Regions from separate parts of the Mus musculus genome. Here region 2 is linked to region 1. Evidence: chromatin contacts called from public promoter capture Hi-C data. All regions are on one chromosome and are shown on one strand. Each heading gives the region's core, a stretch centred on a gene start, on an enhancer-like site or on the middle of the called end of the contact. The rest is flanking DNA. Distances are from core to core; before and after follow the strand shown.

Region 1 (6,183 bases), core at 999-3,498:
CTGGCCTTGAATTCAAGGTTATCTGTTCTTCAGCCCTGAAGGTTCTGGGATCATAGGTATGAGCTACCATGTCTGGTTTTTTTTTTTTTTTTCCTTTCTTCTTCTTTTTAAAAAAGAATTATTTATTTATTTTAGGGATGTGAGTACACTGTAGCTGTACAGATGGTTGTGAGCCTTCAAGTGGTTGTTGGGAATTGAATTTTTCAGACCTCTCCTCACTGCAGTAGCCCCACTCGCTCCAATCAAGTCTGCTTGCTCAGTCCGGCATAAAGATTTATTTATTATTATACATAAATACACTGTAGCTGACTCATTAGATCTCACTACAGGTGGTTGTGAGCCATAATGTGGTTGCTGGGATTTGAACTCAGGACTTTAGAAGAGCAGTCAGTGCTATTACCTGTTGGGCCATCTTGCCAGCCCCCCCCACCCCCCTTTTTCTTCTCAAATCAGTCTTTTATAGTCTAGGCAGACTTCAAACTTACTGTGTAGCTTAGGATGACCTTGAACTTTTGACCTACCTTGGATGTGCTGGGATTACAGGCCTGTGAAACTACACCCAATCTAAGTAAAGTTGGGGATTCAACCTAAGGCTCTGTGCATGCCAAGCAAACATTCTACCCACCGAGCTAGAGACAATAGCTTTTCTTTTCCTCCTCCACACCCCCTGCATATTCTGCCTGTGAAAAGTCTATTCTTGTCTTTTGCCCATTTTATAATTAGACTATGTGTGTTTGACTCTTTTTTGTTTGTTTGTTTTGCTTTGTTTTGCTTGAGATAAGCTTTTGCTAAGTTGTGCTGACTAGCCTGTAATTCACTATATAGATCAGGCTTGTCTTGAAATCACAGAGCTCTTTAACCTGCCTGTTTTTTTGAGAGACATATTCTCTCTATGTCATCCTGGTGGCCTCTAAGTCTTGATGATCCTGCTTCAGCCTTCCCAGTGCTGTGAATTCATCAGGCAAGGCCCTTCTCATTTGACCAACACCCCAGTCCCTCCATTTCATTAAAAACAAAAGACAAAAAACAAAACAAAAAAAGCAAGCAAGCAAACAAACACATCATCTGGGCTGGCAAGCTGGTCCAGTGGCTATGAAGCACACACTGTCCTTGCAGAGGACCCAAGTTCCGTTCCTAGCACTCACATCAGATCACTCGCAACTGTTTGTAACTCCACCGCCATTGGAACTGACCACTTCATACACTGACATACGCGTGTACATGTAAATAAATAATAAGAGGCTGGAGAGATGGCTCAATGATGAAGAGCACTGTCTACTCTTCCAGAGGTCCTGAGTTTAATCCCCAGCAGTCACGTAGTGGCTCACAATCATCTATAATGGGATCTGATGCCTTTTTCTGGCCTGCAGGTATACATGCAGATAGAGCACTCATACATAAAATAAATACATCTTAATAAGCAAACAAATAAATAATGCCGGATGTGGTTATGCCTTTAATCCCAGAACTCGGGAGGCAGACTAAGAGGGAGTCTCTGCGAGGTCATGGCCAGCCTGATCTACACAGTGAGTTCCAGAAAAGTCAGAGTTACATAATGAGACCCTACATACAATAATAACAACAATAATAAAACCCTCCTCCCGCGTTTCCTACCATCAGGTATTCACTATAATTCTTGGCTCTCAGGTAATAACGGGCTTTCTCCCTTCATGTAGGTCCTTTTGATTATCACTTCTGCAGAGATTTCTCAGCCTTAATTTTTTCCCCCTGCTCTGTTCTTTCTTATCAGCACTTGCACTGTGTGTTCACTATCAATTTTCTCTTTATTGTCGCAATTCTCAACCCTACTAGTAAGCTCCCAAGTAAACTTCAACCCTAGGCTCTAGAATGTTCCTACCCGGCACATAGGATTCAGTACATTTGTTGCTTGACAGAATGAAGGGAAGGTGGAATGACACGGCCACTGAAGCTCTAGTTGTGACTTCATGCAGTGTGAGCGCCACCTGTCGGGAAAAACTAGATTTTCTCGGGAACGGAGGAAGTGAGTCACAGGCAGCCGTAGGGGAGAAACAGAAGATGGCCGCCAGACAGGGGGGGTAAAAAAATCCAAAACACCACACCCAGTGTCGGAAGTTAAACACTGGGCGAGTGCTCCCTAGAATGACATCCGACTCCCCAGAAGAAGCGGGGACCGGCGGTGTACCGCTAAAAGGGCTCCCCTGAATCGGAACTGTCCGAAAAGGTTCCGTGCGAGCAGCTGCGGGGAACCACGTGAGGCCGGGGAGCGTTTCCGGTGCGGGCAGTCGCAGCCGGCGGTAAAGCCTTGTCATCTGAAGGGGTAAGAGGGGTCAAGTTGAGAGTCAAGGAGACAAGTTGAGGGTTTAGGTGAATGGGGAGGGAGGTGGGCGTTCACTAAAGGGTGCACTCTCCGCGGGGTGTTAGGGAGATGGCAGGCAGGGAGATGGCAGGCTGTGGCCAGGTACAGACCTGTCAGCTTGATACGCCACGTGGGCTCGCCTTTGTCCGTGGCCGCAGTTCCTGTCCGGCTCGCGGCAGGGCTATGCCTTATTCTCTTTCCAGTCCGCTGTTGGGCACAGAGTTGGTACTCGGGTGGTGCTTGCTGAATGAATGAATGACACTCTCTGTGTGTGTGAATGTGAGTGAAGAGAGAAAGAAAGAGAGATCGGTATGCAGAGGCTTTCATAGAGGATGTTTCAGCCATTTCTGAATAATCTTTCCTTCAGACATTCTCCAGCTAGTCTGTGGCTTCTGTCTTTCTCTTTATGGGGGGCGCGATTGCCACTTAAGGCCTGCTCTTTGCTCCTATTGACTGCGAGACCCCGTGGTTTGGTATCAAAGATAGGTGGACTGGCTTACAGACCGGGCAGGCGAGAGGGACAGGAAGTCAGGAACAAAAATGATCATGCAAAGGTTCATGCATGCCCTAGCTCACATGTGAACCCCAGAAGGTAATTTTGTGGAGCGGGTTCGTGGGACCCAACACATGCTTGTAGTACAACTCAAGGTCTGCTAGGCCGTCTAGCTGGCTCAGGCCTCATTCTTAGGGTATAAAATTAGAGGTGAACCCAAGTTTAGAAAGACAGAGCCAGGAGCCGGTGTTGCTGTCCTCTTAGGTATCGTCTTTCAAGGTGGAGTCTCCTTTCATCTTGTGAGGCAGTGTACCCTGGAAATGGAACATTCTGGAATGGATGTTCTCCAGGTGTCTTCTTCCTGGATGATGCCCCATGTTAGGTATTGGGCTGTGGTTTTTCTCATAATCCACAGTTCATTGGTTAGTTACAATACTCATTGCCCTTTCCCCATAATATGTAATTTAATAAATGTTAATTGCTAGTCTTACATAATGGACTTTCAAGTTTTTATCTTTTTATTCTCTGACAATTTTCTACATGTATGTGATATATTTAGTCATTTCACCCTCTCCCCTTACACTCTCTCATCTAGCCTGAATTCTTCCAACAAGTTCTCTCCTACTTTCATGTCTTATATTTTTTCTCTCTGTGTGTGTGTTTGTGTGTGTTTGAATGAGTTTAATTGGAGTTGCTTGCTTGATGGATAGAGGAGTTATTTGCTGTGGCATGGACAGTTTACCCATGGCTACATCAGTGAAGAGTGCCCCCCCCCCCTTAATTGCCAATAATTGCCAATAGCTCCCAAGGCAGGGATAAGGCCTTGGGCCTTCTGAGTCCCTCCCCAATCTATGATAGAACATAGTCATTGTTTGTTTGCTTTCCCATTTTCTTCTTTTCTTTTTTCCTTTTCTTTCTTTCTTGCTTTTCTTTCTTTCTTCCTTCTTTTCTTTTTTTATGCTTTGCTTTGCTTTTTGAGTCAGGCTCTTATGTTGCCCAGGCTGGTCTGATTTTTTTTTTTTTTCCCTTTTGCCTTAGCCTTCCTAGGGATATAATTACTGGCATGTATCCTCAGGCTTGGCTTTTCTCATTGCATCCTGAGAAGTGTCCCAAATTGCACAGGGCTGGGAAATCTCATTCTTTGTAAAAACCAAAGATGGTTGTCGTGACATATTCTCTAAAACTTTTTTTTTTTTTTTCGTTTTTGGTTTTTCGAGACAGGGTTTCTCTGGAACTCATTTTGTAGACCAGGCTGGCCTCGAACTCAGAAATCTGCCTGCCTCTGCCTCCCGAGTGCTGGGATTAAAGGTGTGCACCACCACGCTCGGCTCTAAAACTCTTGCTGGCTTTAATGTCTGAGGTCAGACCGTCTTGTTCCAGATGTTGCTTTCCCTAGGAAAACCACACCAGTGCAACATCCCCTAATCTGTTTTACTGAAAAAGGTGCTGTCTTTTTGGTGTGTGTATGTCTTAGTTTACATCTCTTTCCTTAGCTCCATCCCAGTAGACGCTCAATAGGAGGTTACTAAATCAATGGAATAAACATTTCAGTTCCTGTTTTTGAGCCCTCCCCCACTTCAGGATATTAATTTGTGGGTGAATGAGCTGGGCAGGGATTGGGATTTTACTGGAGAGATTTGGGGTAGACATAGTAGATGAAAGCCAGCTTTATGGGGGTAATCCGCTTGAAAAGGATCATGATGAGCGAATCTCTTCAGCCCTGTTTCATTTCCCTGCTTGCTTATCCACAGGACCATGGCCAACAGTGAGCGCACCTTCATTGCCATCAAGCCTGATGGGGTCCAGCGGGGGCTGGTGGGCGAGATCATCAAGCGGTTCGAGCAGAAGGGGTTCCGCCTTGTTGGTCTGAAGTTTCTGCAGGTGAGTGGACCTCTGCCTGTGTTGAGTCTTTGGAGCATAGCGGAGCATTGCACAGTAACTTCTGTGCTTGTCTTGTCTCCTGTCTAGACGTCTCCATGGTAGGCTATCTTGGAGCCTGAAACCCTCTCAGTGACTAAGCTTGCTGGCTGAATCTTAGAACAAACCAAGTCATTTAGAGCTTTCAAAAATAGCAAGCTCTCTTTCCCCGCCCCAGCCTGAAGTCCCTCGTATTACTGCAGGGCTGTAATTTCTGACTCAGCTCTGGGTGTTTTAGAGCTCTTGGTCTTTAGCCTCCTAAGAAGATAATTTTAGAGACCATCCTTCTAACTCCCACACTCCACCCTCGAAGTAGGTTGTCAGGAAGAAAGTCTTTGCTTTACTGATTATTATCTGATAGTGCCTAACGTGACTCAGGCATGGTACATTGGGCTTTGGGGGAGAAATCTGCAGTGTTGCTTGTGGGGTGCTTCTCTTCTGACAGAGCAGAGAAGGGAAACAATTCTAACAGTCCTAGGAAATCCTACACATACGTATTTGCCACAACTGGTGTGGAACTCTTCGGATCCTTCCTGGTCATCCCAGGTGCTTCGAGGCCGTGCATACCACCCACTCAGACAGCAGTATCCCAGTAAACGCCAAAGACCGACTGACCAAGAGCCCTTCTTCAGACAAACCTAGGAAAGGTCAATTCTAATTCCCAATGCAAATGTATCAGGGGATAATATTTTTTTTTTCCCATTAAAGCAATAAGATTTTGGTTCCTTGAACATTTTAAATTTGATTTGCAATATTGAGTTGTTGTTCTTGTTGTTATTATTATTATTAGTAGTATTATCATTTTCCTGTTGTTTTTATGTATAGTCCTGGCTAGCTAGGAATCTGCTCTGTAGACCAGGCTGGCCACAAGCTCAAAGTGCTGCCTCTGTCTCTGCCTCCAGAGTGTCAGGATTATAGGGTATACCACCGTGCCTGGATGCAGTGTTGGTTTATTTATTTATTTATTTTTTTACAAATTTGTATTTAGGGGCCGCAGAGATGGCTCAGCAGTTAAGAGTATTGGTGTACTTCCAGAAGTCCTGAGTTCAATTCCCAGCACCCATATAGTGGTTTATGACTGTCTATAAAGGGATCTGATGCCCTCTTCTGGTTTACAGTTGTACATACAGCAGAACACTCATACAAACATTTTAAAGAACTTTAAAAATTGTATTAATGTGTATGTATGTGTGCCTATCTGTTGTAATGTGCACCATGTATGTATAGGGCATGTGATCAGAAAATGGTACCAGAACCCCAGGAACTTGGGTTATAAGTTGTGAGACAGCTGATAGGGGTGGGGGGAACCATACTTAGGACCTCTGCAAGAGCAGCCCCCCTGAGCCATCTCTCCAGCCACCTGTTTCCTTATATGATTTTTTTAGTATAAGGAGTAGACTGTTGTTAATGCTAAGGGAGAACATGGTGGAATAAT
Region 2 (6,183 bases), core at 2,448-4,947, 420 kb before region 1:
GCTGGAAGCTCCTCCTCCCCAAATAGTCAGACCCCTCCCCCCATTAATCAGAGCCCAGGCTCCACATCTGTGTTTTCTCCTCTAGGACCTCTCTTGATCCCAGTGTAGGTGCTAAAGTCAGACTCTGAGCTGCTACCAAAAGAGAACAACCTGACAAATTCTACTGAGTTCCAAATCCAGTGGCCTTGCTCATTTGCCTCCTGCCTTTACCACCTTTTCCACAGAACCATTGGAACTGAAGGAATGAACCAGGAATGGGTCTTTCTTCTTTCATGAGAGTAACTGGTTAGTCAATCGACAAACACTCCCTGAGGACTCAGCCAAGCACTGTCTTGGGTGATAAAGAATACTACAATAAAAAAAGATTTATTCCCTGTACTCAATGTTCACAGACCATTGGGGAGGCAGTAGTTGTGATATAGGGAAGAGACTTCTTGTTGATTTAGACAGGTTCTCATATAGCTTAGACTAGTCTCACACTCACTGGGTAGCTGAGGCTGGCCTTGAACTTGTGATCTGTTACCTCCATCTCCCAAATGCTGAGATTCCACTTATGCACTACCATGCTCAATACTGACAGAGATCTTGAAGGATAAACAGAGTTTGGCAAGTGCAGTGGTCAGCAGAGTTAGGAAAGGGTCTGCTTGGGAGGTGAGCTAGGGGCAGGGGTGCAATAGCCGAGGGTCCGGGAAGTACATTCAGTCCAGGGAGCTACCTGGAGTAGCCATGTATGGAAGCTGCATACAGAAGAGGGCCCTTGGTACCTGTACCAGATGGAGCTCTGAGGCCCTGGTAAACTGTGGGAGGTCTCAAGGCCTGAGCTTTCTTGCTTGGGTGAGACAAGCAATCAAAACAGCAATGTCCTGCAAACACTACTATAGTAGTCATTTTACGGAGGGGGGGTATTCTACATCTCCTTTTGTTCTCAGATATATGCAGGGCATTTCTATGCTCACTTAGCCCGTTTAGCTCCCAAGTAAATAACACAGAGAACTGATGATTTTATTAACAAGCTGCTGGAACTAGAGCTGGGCAGATAGTTGTATATTTTAACCCTCTATGCTATATTGCTATTTCCCAGTCATGTGCCCCAAGTCACTTGCCAATTTGTCCTACCTGGCCTCCTTCTGCTATAGTTGTCTGTACTCAGGGCAAACTTCTCTTGACCACATGCTCATGGTCCATCCTGCCTCACTCGACTTCCTTCTCCCTCTTCTTTCTTCCTCCGCCATGGTCCCTTCCTGAGACCCTTCCCTCGATTGTGAGTTCCACCTTTCTACCTCCTCTGCCAGTCACAGGCTCCAGCTTTTTATTAGCCAATCAGAGATCATTGGGGAGCATTCTTTACAGCATACCGGTCATTACAATGCCTATCTCTGAACTGTAACTTGATCTTGTGGTACAGAACTCAGCACCTGAACACACAACACTCGAGACCAACGCTAACACACTATGCTTGTTCTTCAAGGAACATGGGGGGAAAAAAGAGAGACCACATTCCATAAGAGGCCAGTAGGAGTGCACCCCAACATTTCCAGAGGGAGGGGAAGGCAAGGATCACCAAGGAGTGCATCATGACTTTGGAGAGACCAGAGAAGGCAGAAAGGATGGAAAGGCTGATGTCATGGAAGAGGGTGCTTTGCTCCAGTGCTGCACCCAGATTCCTGCTCTCAAATTGGAGGCCTAACAAAAGAACTTCACGCTGACCTTGAGCTGGAAGGTCTCAGGGAATGAGAAGGGTTAACTGGGGTTGGGGGAGGCTCATCTTCCTAAAGGATTCCAGAGGAAGGTCCCTTAGTCTCCTCAAGCTCAGAATCACACTGGTGGGTTTTATCCATGGCCCGACTCCAAGAGAAAGCCCAGTAGTAAAATGCCATGGAGGGGTGCTGGGAAAGTCATGTTCAAGGTTAGCGGAAGGCTCAGAGATTGGTTCAGATGCTTTGATCTTAGATGCCTAGACTACAGGGTAGGAAAGGGGCTTCCGTGGTCCTTTGCTAACTCACTTTGTCCATGAAACTGGTCCCAGAGACATGAGGAGCCTGTCACGGTTACATAGGGTACTATAGATACTACCTGAGGCATGGAGGGGAGGTAGGCATGACTGCTGGCTGCTTTGAGGACCTTCCAGAGTCTTCACACAGAAGTGTAACCAAGGGCACGCTGACAAGTTACGGAAGCTCCACGAAGTCTTCTGTACAGAGGTTGGAGGAAGACAGGATGGGAGAGAAAGGGGCAGAGGGAGGAGAGAAATCGAACAGGTGACTAACTGTCCCACCCCCACTCTACTAGCTTCTCCCTAATCTGGCTTCCAGTACTTCGTGCCTGCCCAGAGGGGTAACGGATGGTCTACACTGTCCTACCGGGTCCCTCCAACGCCTTCAGGAGGCTAAAAATACCCTGTCCTGACTGGGAAACAAATGCCAACCACACACACACACACACACACACACACACACACACACCAAGAGCTTGCAGATAGAGACAGGGGTAAATTAGACCAAGAGGATTTCTGCTCACTCCAGAGAGGTGTGGGTGAGTTGGGATCGTATCAGGGAAGAGAGAGAAGGAGGGGAACCCAGCGTAGCCAAGCTGGGAAGGCCATTTTACAGACTGACAATGTGGAGGCTCAGCGTTAAGACACGGGTGCACGCCTTTAATCCCAGCCCTTGGGAGGCACAGGCAAGCAGGTCTCTGAGGTCGAGGCCAGCTTGGTCTACAGAGTGAGTTCAAGGGTAGCCAAGGCTATTCAGAGAAACTCTGTCTTAAACAAACAAAAAAACATAACAGTGAGCCGGGTGTGGTGGCACTCGCCTTTAATCCCAGCACTTGGGAGGCAGAGGCAGGTGGATTTCTGAGCTCGAGGCCAGCCTGGTCTACAAAGTGATTTCCAGGGCAGCCAGGGCTACACAGAGAAACCCTGTGGTTTCTCGAAAAGCCAAAAAAAAAAAAAAAAAAAAAAAAAAAAAAAAAAAAGCCATGACAGCAACAACAAAGGGTCAAGGTGTTAGTGAGGGATTTTCCTGAGGCCTCACTAGAATTAACCTAGGTTGGGTATTACATGTAGTCCATGCGGGTTATAGTTTGTTTTGTTTTGTTTTGTTTTTTCTGTTGAATCCTCAGAAAACTCAGTGTGAAGGATTCTATTATGGTGATCCATACTTCACCAGTGCAAAAGTGGGGAAGAGAAGTGCCCTGGGCAAGACACGGGAGCCACAGAACCTGAGAAGGCAGCAACTTAAGGGGACCACAGGGAAGTCATACACCCATCTATTTGGTACTAGGACCAACTTCATGCCCCACTCCCCTGCTGTACACATGTGCATAGACACATCACATAAATGTGCTGGTCTCAGTTCTCTGGTAACGTATGAAGAAAGAGACTAGGCTCACGAGCACTTCACATACTATAGACAATGATCTCCTATTTATATATAAAGCCAGAAATGACCCTACCTTTAGAAAGGACTTCTTTTACAGTGAGACTCATTCTCACGTCCATCAGCTTCGGGGTCTATAAGCTCAGGGACTAGTACAGTCAATTAATTACCCATCCTTACTCTACTGTCCCTTTCTTACATTATCCTTTAGGTACCAGCACTTTTACCAAGGCTGTGTTGCAATCGCTGGGGACAGGGAGAACTTGACCCAGAGGGCCTGAGGGCGGGGCGGGGAGGAGTGCCTATGGAGCAGGGAGTCAGAGGCGGTTCCGGGGCAGATCTGCTGGGGCTGAGCTGAACTGAGATTCCAAGTCCTGCGGTGCACCAGAGCCACATGGACCGCCTGTGCGGCTCCGGAGAGCTGGGCTCCAAGTTCTGGGTAAGAAGCGTCTCTTGGTATCCGTGCTACGGAGGAAGTAGGTGTCAACCGTGGGATGTCTGGTCTCTCGCCCCAACACAGCCTTCCGGAGGACGCACCTCCGGAGTGCGGAGTGCGGGAGCAGCAGCTGATGCCCTGGAAAGGCGGATGTGCATAGTCAGACCTGGGAGGGTCTAAGCTCCAAAGGGGGAAGAATGGGCGCAGAAGGATGTATAGCCACGGCTGTGCCTTGACCTACCGCGGGGAGAAGCTAGGCAGAAAGGAGGCTCCTGGAATCTGTAGTTGCAGGGCGCCAAGAATAGGGAAGCTCAGGCGCTTGCCTGTTGGTGTAAGTCTCTCTGTCTGGTGGATCCCAGGGACTTTTTGCGTTTTGCATAGAAGAACACTTTGTATTTTGCCTGCATCCCTAATGAATGAATCCACCCGACCCCACCTCCACTGGACCCGACCCAGTAACTGTGCCTTGGTTGTTCATCCAATCTTCCTTGCCTATACCCTAGGGCATCCAGAGCCCTGATCCGTCAGGACTTGGTACAGCTAGACCTTCCAGGCCCTGTTTTGGGAGGCTACTGTTTCTGTGAGCAAGATCCACCTGCAGGTCTGTGAGGAGACCCTATCTACACCCAGGACATATGAGAGAGAGAGAGGAGAGAGGAGAGAGAGAGAGAGGAGAGAGAGAGGAGAGGAGAGGAGAGGAGAGGAGAGGAGAGGAGAGGAGAGGAGAGGAGAGGAGAGGAGAGGAGAGGAGAGGAGAGGAGAGGAGAGGAGAGGAGAGGAGAGGGAGAACTGAGGTGTCCAAGCCCAAACCTTTCCATTGATAGATAAGGGAAATGGGGGTCTAGAGAGGTAAGGAATTGTGCCAAAACACCAATTCCACGAAACCAGATAAAAATAAAGTAAGTTAAAGCAGGTCTTTTGTACTGGGGTTATAGCTCAGGGGCGTGGCGCTTGCCTGATATGCAGGAGACTGGGCTCAAAACACAGTACCGTGAGGGTATGGTATGTGCGCACGCGCACAAGCTCAGTGCAGAAAGGTAACTTTCTGTGTCTCTCCTCAAATCCTTGTATCAGTCATCTTAAGCGTCTGAAGTGTGTGCAGCCTCAGCACTTGTTCCTCCACCAGGCAAAGCAACTGGGGACACAATCTCAGCCTCACAGGCAGAGTGTGACACGGGGCTACTTTCTCATTACCCAGGGGTTGCCCGCCCTTGTCTGGTTTCAAATCTAGAATCCGAATCCCAGTCTGTGTTTCTTCCATGACGAGTATTTGTGTATATGCATCCGGTGTGTGCAGATGTGCGTGTGCAGGGATGCGGGTGAGCTGTTTTGCACAAACGTGTGCTGTGTGTCTGTGTGTGAACAGGCATGTGAAAGTCAAGAGCCACACTCCAGTGTTGTCATTTAAGGTATCTCGGACTGGGCTGGGCACAAAGTGTAACATGGACTTGAGAGAAGTGAAAGGTCCTGAGTTCTCCTCCGCTTCCAGCCTCGCAATGCCAAGAAGCTGAATGTGGCTGCACAGCCTGTCATCCAGTATTTAGGAGCTGGAAATAGAACCAGAAATTCCAGGTTATCCTTGGCTACAGGGCAAGTACCAAGGCCAGCCTGAGACACATGAGACTTCATTTCCAAACAAACAACAAAAAGAAAAAATTAAAAGTGCTTCTTGGAGACTATCCTTTTCCTTTGGGTCACTAACTGGTTCTAGCTCAAACCATGAGGAGTGCCCCCATCATCTAGACTGGAGTGGCCACTCTCCTCTGAGGTCCAGAGGGAATACACTGGCGTATGGGCGAGCTTCTCTTCTCTGCTCACTTGGACTTGCCAGGCGTGACTGTGGCATGGTAATGATCACAGTGACTAGGCAAAAAAAAAAAAAAAAAAAAAAAGGTGATAAACAGGAGGAAGGGTGTGCCAAGTTTCAGGTGCAACCTTCCTGGTCGTCAATGAAGCCTTGAGTAATTAGAACTTCCCAAGGCATTGCGCCCCAGAGGCTGGAGATAGAAACCTGTCCGAAGTCAGGGATATGCAACACAGGGGCTTAGCTAAACCAATCTTTCAAGGTAGAGACTTGGGGTGACACCTGGCTGGTATAGCAGTGGCAAGATCACCATTTTGTTCCAGAGTACTGGACTAAGATTGGCCCGTGTCATAGTGCCAATCTTCCCACGTCTGGCTGCACTTTTGAGCCTCAGGCACCCCAGCCCTGGAACATAGTACTGTGCCTGAGGCTATGTGGGTTGGATCTCATCTCTACTGTGGCCCTTTGGAGTGGGGGTTGTCTCTATGCTTCGATGTCTTCAATGATGGGGGGCACGGGGGTGGGAGGGGGAACCGACTACACCTCTGCCCATCCCAGACTGAAAT

The links. Capture Hi-C pulls out chosen DNA fragments and counts their contacts.
Region 2: a contact with region 1 is called in a promoter capture Hi-C map of liver. The contact joins the promoter of Abcc3 here to the promoter of Nme1 in region 1. A contact is called at or near these places in 4 of 39 promoter capture datasets (the SN4741 cell line, liver, maxillary cranial neural crest and 1 more), 5 of 484 Hi-C or Micro-C datasets (the G1E-ER4 cell line, embryonic stem cells, palatal mesenchyme and 1 more) and 1 of 9 other capture datasets (liver).

What each region holds. Positions count from the first base shown.
Region 1 is chr11:93,964,337-93,970,519 of GRCm38.p6, reverse strand. Nme1 (NME/NM23 nucleoside diphosphate kinase 1) reads left to right here and starts at 2,248. Exons shown (of 5, transcript NM_008704.3): 1 at 2,248-2,299; 2 at 4,583-4,712. The coding sequence starts at 4,587. It overlaps Gm35198 (a long non-coding RNA gene), which reads right to left and starts at 2,015. Exons shown (of 3, transcript XR_388959.3): 1 at 1,859-2,015.
Region 2 is chr11:94,390,504-94,396,686 of GRCm38.p6, reverse strand. It overlaps Abcc3 (ATP-binding cassette, sub-family C (CFTR/MRP), member 3), which reads left to right and starts at 3,697. Exons shown (of 31, transcript NM_001363187.1): 1 at 3,697-3,816. The coding sequence starts at 3,772.